Regions from separate parts of the Hordeum vulgare genome. Here region 1 is linked to region 2. The links are chromatin contacts, called in public Hi-C maps. All regions are on one chromosome and are shown on one strand. The core of a region is the stretch at or near the end of the contact, and the rest is flanking DNA. Distances in the headings are between cores, read along the strand shown.

Evidence for each region. Hi-C and Micro-C count contacts between places; a contact is called where the count stands out from the background.
Region 1: a Hi-C map of seedling shows a contact between it and region 2, with 2.6 times the contacts expected there. The contact joins the promoter of LOC123424245 here to the enhancer-like site in region 2. A contact is called at or near these places in 2 of 6 Hi-C or Micro-C datasets (leaf and seedling).

Annotation. Positions count from the first base shown.
Region 1 is chr1H:61,435,172-61,438,558 of MorexV3_pseudomolecules_assembly, forward strand. It overlaps LOC123424245 (transcription factor MYB61), which reads left to right and starts at 1,533. Exons shown (of 3, transcript XM_045107947.1): 1 at 1,533-1,959; 2 at 2,092-2,221; 3 at 2,337-3,387. The coding sequence starts at 1,827. The coding sequence ends at 3,363. It overlaps LOC123424261 (a long non-coding RNA gene), which reads right to left and starts at 1,505. Exons shown (of 8, transcript XR_006621667.1): 1 at 1,417-1,505; 2 at 1,151-1,260; 3 at 1,040-1,070; 4 at 592-859.
Region 2 is chr1H:61,307,782-61,311,090 of MorexV3_pseudomolecules_assembly, forward strand. No RefSeq gene overlaps it. Among protein-coding and RNA genes, the nearest start is that of LOC123424261, 130 kb to the right of the region's middle. Within about 2 kb of position 1,825, at least 3 of the 3 cell types and tissues checked have open chromatin away from gene starts, as enhancers often do. A contact at or near this core is called in leaf and seedling, where this site is marked.

The DNA.
Region 1 (3,387 bases), core at 283-2,782, 130 kb after region 2:
AAGAAGGGATGGTGACATTAACCCCCACGGACACGCACCGGTAGGTTTTAATCGTTGCGATACGAAACAAGCGGAGATGTGCTAATTGCTCCAAAACCTCCATAAACAAATACATGCAAGGGTCTATCAGAACAGACAATGCAAGCCTCCAGAACGGATGAGATCCGCTGCATGGGGAATCAAAGGACAAGACGATCAGCTGGAAACCGGACTAAATAAAACGCCCAATCAATCATCAATGGCTTTTGATTCGTGCCCGGCCCGCGTCTTGTTTAATGGGGACGAGTATCGGCCATCACATGGGCACACAAGGATGACATTACGAGACGATCCTAATCATGGAACCATGGATTAAACTCTTTTCCTTTGTGTATTGGACATGCAAGGATGGGAACAATAATACGTGCATGGACTGACTCATTGGGGAATACTACTGTGCCGCGAATATTTGTCCCCCCTCCTATGGACCTATTTTGTATCAGGAAATTGGGAAACAAAGGTTTTTTTTATTTCCATTCTACAATGATCGGCGTATCATCCATTGACGACGCTAGCGACAGTCAGCAGGCAAATCATTATGCTTGGTAGTACCTGTGTCATTATAGAAAGCCCGGTTCTTCACTGATCGCGGACAGGTTGAGCGGCGGCAACGTGCTCCGTCCCGGATTGGAGAAGCAAAGATTTCTGATTGGAAATTGCCTAGCTAGCAGCGAGCTTGCTGCTCCGGGTAAACAAAAGGGAGATGCCCTCTGTCCTGGAATACGAACATCTGGTGCCACCTCTTTCTCCCCAGGACCCCAACTGTGATGATTGATTGACGATGGCTTTTCCCCCACAGAGAAGTGATCCAGTGACTTACCTGAAAAGCAACGGAGATAGAGGACAATGCTTGGGTCTGACACATAAAATCTTGCAGGTGGGGGGAAAACGAGGTGCACATGCACGAACACACAGCAGCAGCAGCTAACAAAGATGAGTTTAATTAGCAGCAGAAGAAAGGTGGGCATGGCCGCCTCCCCCAACCGTGTGTGTGCTTTACCCTGCATGGAACACCCGTGACGTAGAAGTAGCTGCAGAAAAGAAAGGCAACATAAATAAAAAGACAAGGCTTCTAGCAGCAGCAGGAGGAGGAGGAGGAGGAGTGGTGTACACTCGATGCTGCTCTGGGAGGTCGTGGTCATTCGCCATGGGCGGAGCAGGAGCAAGCAGTCCCTTCCCTGATAATGCAGAGGCAGACGGACCCGTTTTACTTTCACTGGCCTGTGCTCAAAGAACACACAAGGAAGGAGAAGATGAATGTACAATTTCTTAAACGAGGCCGCGGCCGCGACAATTAAAATATCGGTGGAGGCGGCTACCCCACCGGTTTTGGCACCAGACATAGATTCTTAGGAGAGATGACGAGACGAGGCGTACCCCCACGCGTAGCCGGAAGCAACCAAGTGAAGAAGGGTTAAACCCCCCTTCGCCTCTCGCAACCACCTCCACCACCACCACCTTTAAAAGAAGGTGCTAAAGGGAGGGGTGTCCTGCAAAGAAAAGGAGAGGAGTGCCCCCTAACCTTTCCCTGCTTTCCACTGAAATCTCCTATCTGCAACCATACACACATACAGTTGCTCTTCTTGCTCAATTCTGCCCCCAGCAATCATTTCTCCATATATAAGTCACTATACCCTCTGCATTTCCCACCCCTTCAGCCATGGATTCTTGAAGAAGCTCTGTGTTACCAGAGGAGGCATCTGCTGTGCGCAATTTCAGGCTGTGTAAGTTCCGCGAACCTGCCGGGTCTGCGAATTTCAAGCTCGCGGGCTCTGCATTGCGCTGAAATGGGGAGGCATTCGTGCTGCTACAAGCAGAAGCTGAGGAAGGGGCTCTGGTCCCCTGAGGAGGATGAGAAGCTCATGAACCACATAACCAAGCATGGCCATGGCTGCTGGAGCTCTGTCCCTAAACTTGCAGGTGAGTAAAGACTGATCCTCTCCATTTCACTCTTGTCAATTACCAACTTCCAGTCTTTCCCTTCTCCTCCTAAGAAGGCTTCCCTCTCTTAGTCAGTCCAATTATCTAAATATGCCTCGTAAATTGCTGCAGGGCTCCAAAGGTGTGGCAAGAGCTGCAGGTTGAGGTGGATAAACTACCTGAGGCCAGACCTTAAGAGAGGTGCCTTCGCTCAGGATGAGGAAGACCTCATCGTTGAACTCCATGCTGTGCTCGGGAACAGGTAAATTTTAAGCCTATAGTTGCACTTGGAGGACCCTAACAGAATTCAGCATTAGTAACTGCAGAGCAAACCTTGATAATTCAACTAATACGCCTCTTTTTTTTTCCATGAGAAGGTGGTCTCAAATTGCAGCACAGATGCCTGGGAGGACTGACAATGAGATTAAGAACCTCTGGAACTCGTCCCTCAAGAAGAAGCTGCGGCAGAAGGGCATTGACCCCAACACCCACAAGCCCCTCACCGAGGCTGATCGCAGTGGAGCAGCTCCCACCATCAGCAACGAGAGGACCTCTGGTTCCAGTGACGTCAACCCGTCAAGCACTGGTGCTCTAGGGAACTTCGGTCACCTCCTCAGCGAGACAGCCCAATCGTCAATGCTGCTGCCGGTGTATGACAAGAAGCGCCCTGAAACTCCAAGCTTGGCACGACCTAAGGTGCCAGCAAAGGAGTTGTTCCTGGAGCAGCTTACTGCTGGTCATGAGAGCCCATCAAGCTGCCGTTCATCAGGTCCAACGCTGTATTTTCCTTTCCAGCAGCAATTAGGCTACAGCAACGAGTGTGGCAGTGGAGATGGTGCAAATATGAACTCACTCTGGTTTAACCAGAATGATTTCAACTGCAGCACAATCTCCACTGTGATGCCAACAGTTTCACCATCAGCCCTCTCGACTCCGATGGGACTGAACCTCCCACCAGACAATCACCGCCATGGGGGCACTGGCATCGGCAGTGCCCCTTTCTACTGGGATGGTGTTAATCCTAGCAGCAGCGGTAGCACCGGGAGCAGCGGAAGCAACAGCATGGGGTTCGAGCCACAGAGCACGAACTCAATTCTGGAGAACAGTGTATTCCCATGGACAGATATCGGAGTTGGGCAAGAAAAAGATACCAGAGTTCAGTTAGTGGAGGAACTCAAGTGGCCTGACTTGCTTCATGGAACCTTTGCAGAGGCAACCACAGCGATGCAGAACCAGAGCCAGTCACTATACGATGATGTGATCAAAGCAGAGAGCCAGTTCAACATGGAGGGGATATGTGCTTCTTGGTTCCAGAATCAGCAGCCGCAGCAACAGCTGCAAGCAGCATCAGACATGTATGATAAAGACTTACAAAGAATGCCCTTGTCTTTTGAGCATATCTAGGTACTATGTTCTGCCATACATGGA
Region 2 (3,309 bases), core at 575-3,074:
ACTATTGCAGGCGGTAGAAATAATATAGGTGGTGCATCAATGCGTCATGGGCACTGCTTCGTTTCTTCACCAAAGCCAAACAAAAAAAAAATCTTCGCCATAGCCAAAGAGATAAGTTGTTGCACAAAAAATATGTTACTACTAGTTTTTTCTGAAAAAATCATTTTTTTCTTGTGTATCTGTTTGTGTGTATTTGCTCGACCATTTGATGCTTTTAGGTCAGGTATGCTCAGTTCGGCTGCAATTTGTGGGTGTCATACGGTTTCGATGTGGTGGTTGGTTTTATTTGGTGGGTCTTATGGGATGAAAATTGAACATTTCCATGCATGTGAAATTCTTGTCTTATAAACAGGGTTGAATGAACTGTCTGTCCCATAATTCTTGATGAACATTCGGTAACGTGGAATATGTCCATGCGCATGCATACGTATCAATTAGCTAGCAACTAGCAAGAAAAGCTAGGCCATTCATAGCTGGCATCTTTTATTTCCAAGCACTCATCCTAGGACCCGATGGAGATACTCATGGCCAGGAAAAACGACGTCTGAACAAGACGCTGGCGTGCATGGCAGGAGGATACTATAGCTACGTATACTACTGGAGGCCACGCGTACACTCCCTCTTCGAGCTACACCAGTGGACACTTGTGATCTTAGCTAGCCTTGAGGATATGTAGACGAAAATGAACGGACCGTGCAAAATTTCCAACAAAGATGGAGAGAATGGACCACGCATGTAGATATCATGCATGTGATCTTCATAATGTATGCACGCGCGTACATGGGCATGCACCAGCTATATATATACAACAAGTACAACAATACACGAGCATACAAACCTGCAAAGAATTATCAATACGGCTGGCCAGCCAGCTAGAGATATAATGCGCACAAGTCTTTATTATGTTTATTATTAATTGTATTATTACAGTGATAGGCACGTACACAAATAAAATACGCGTACGTATTAACGCTTGCCAGCAGGACAAGCATGTGTACGAGCGAGCACACACTGATGCGTCATCGTACGTGTACGTACGCGATGCATACAAATTTCTTAGGACAGTGTACGTGATGTATACAAGCGTGAAGGGATTGACGAGATTACGCCGATGTCGACGGATACATGCACAGACAGGGCATGTATGGTGACACCGGAAAGAAACTAAGAAGAAAACTGTGCAGTGGTACGCTAGCGGCAGCTAGCTGCTAAAAGCGCTACACTACGACGAGTGACACTCATGCATGATGCATGGACGGGGACCATATGGGTGGAAGGTGCGGCCTCACATCATGTAGGGACAGGAGATTAATTAGTATTATTACGGATTGGACCCTCTTAATTAATTGATGGCTTGTCAACAAGGGTGGCAACTGGCCGGGGCCTGCAGGTTAACCACAGCCATAATTAATCAAGGATTTTTTTTCAGCATAATTAAGATGGATAAGTATATGAGATACTCCTATATCGATAGCTCGATTGTGTGGACTAGATATGTACAGGACTGGCGCATGAATGAATCTTCTATTATCATCAAAAAATGGTGAAAGAGTATATATGCAAACCTTTTGAAACAAGAGAATTGTAGGCAAAAACAAAAAAGTTTTAAGGGTTGTGCTATAGGTATGGTGTACACTATATGACTTCTCTACATGTATCCGAAAATATGGTGACGTGGCTCTCTCATGTGCCGTAGTTTGCACTTATAGCTTGACTATACGAATAAGATCTGGGAGACTAGAGTGGTAGTGCGAGTTGCAGTCATGCATGTACATATCCGGCACAGCATTAAATAGCTTTTGTTTACGAATTAAAAGGGGGTCATGGAAAGTGATGTTATCGTGGAAATGGAGCCCAGCCGTGCTGTCCGCTGTCATGTCCTGCTAAAAGTAGTAGGGTAATTTGGACCCCCCAACACTGACAACTAACTAATCATGCATTTGCAGCCTTTTGCTACTCCGAAACTGTGTTATTTTGTTATCTTAACTTACATGTTGACCATAATTAGGAGGCTATGCATATACCGATATACGAGAGGAGAGAGGATAGAGATGGGGGAGAATCTGTCGGTTGGTATGTATTTATATTACACAAAGAACAATATTGTGTGTTATATGTTAGATGTGTATAGTTTCTTTTTGATATATTTTGATTGTATAAAAGGTTTTCTGCATTTTACCTCACATGTACTTCCTCCATTCCTAAATATAAGCTTTTTTAGACATTTCAATACAGAACTACATACAGAGTAATATAAATGAGTCTACATTCTAAAATATGTCTACATACATACATATGTAGTTTAATAGTGAAATTTCTAAAAGACTTATATTTATGAACGGATGGAGTACATGTGTTGTCCTTTAATCCCTTTGTGAATGTTAGTTGCTCATTATCCAACATGATACCACATACTAGATTAGCGTCTCTCTCGCACGATGCAACTCGGTGCCTGCTCTAGGACTCGCTCGTCGCCGGCCGTCTCCGTTCGTCGTTGGCCGTCCCCGTCAGGATCTAACGCTCCCCGACGGCCTCCTCGTCTCCGCCCCTTGCTGGACGTCCTCCTCGTCTTCGTTCGGCAGCCGCAGCCGTCGGCTGGACGTCCTCCTGGACCGACTGTCGCCGCCCCTCCTCGTTTGGCCGTAGTCGTCGCCTGCCTCGACGGACTGATGTCGCCCTCTCCTCGTACGATCGCAACCGTCTTCTATCTCGACCGGCTACTGTCGCCCCTCCTCGTTCGGCCGCCGCCAGCACCTCCCCGTCCGGCCGCCACCGCCCCCTCCTCGTTCGGCCACCGACGACACCTCCTCGTTCGGCCGCCGCTGCCCCCTTCCAGCCGTAGCTGCCGCCTGCCTCGACTGGCTACACCTGCAGCCGCCGCTATGCACGCCCGTCTGCTGCGTTCGTAGCTCGCTTGACCGCTACGTTGCCCAACCTATTGGGGAACGTTGCTTGGGAAACAAAAAATTTCCTACGCACACGCAATACCTATCCATGGTGATGATCATTTACGAGAGGGGGGAATGAACCTACATACCCTTGTAGATAGCTAAGCGGAAGCGTATATAACGCGGTTGATGTAGTGGAACATCTTCGTGATTCAAACCGCAGCTCGTCCCGCGATCTCATCATGATCCGTCCCTCTCTAGTGCCGAACGGACGACACCTCTGTGTTCAGCACACGTACAGCTCGATGACGATCCCCGCCTACTTGATCCAGCAAGAGGGGCGAAGAGGTAGATGAGTTCTCCAGCACGACGGCGTGGTGGTGGTGGTGGTGAACTGATCCAGCAGGGCTTCACCTGAGCA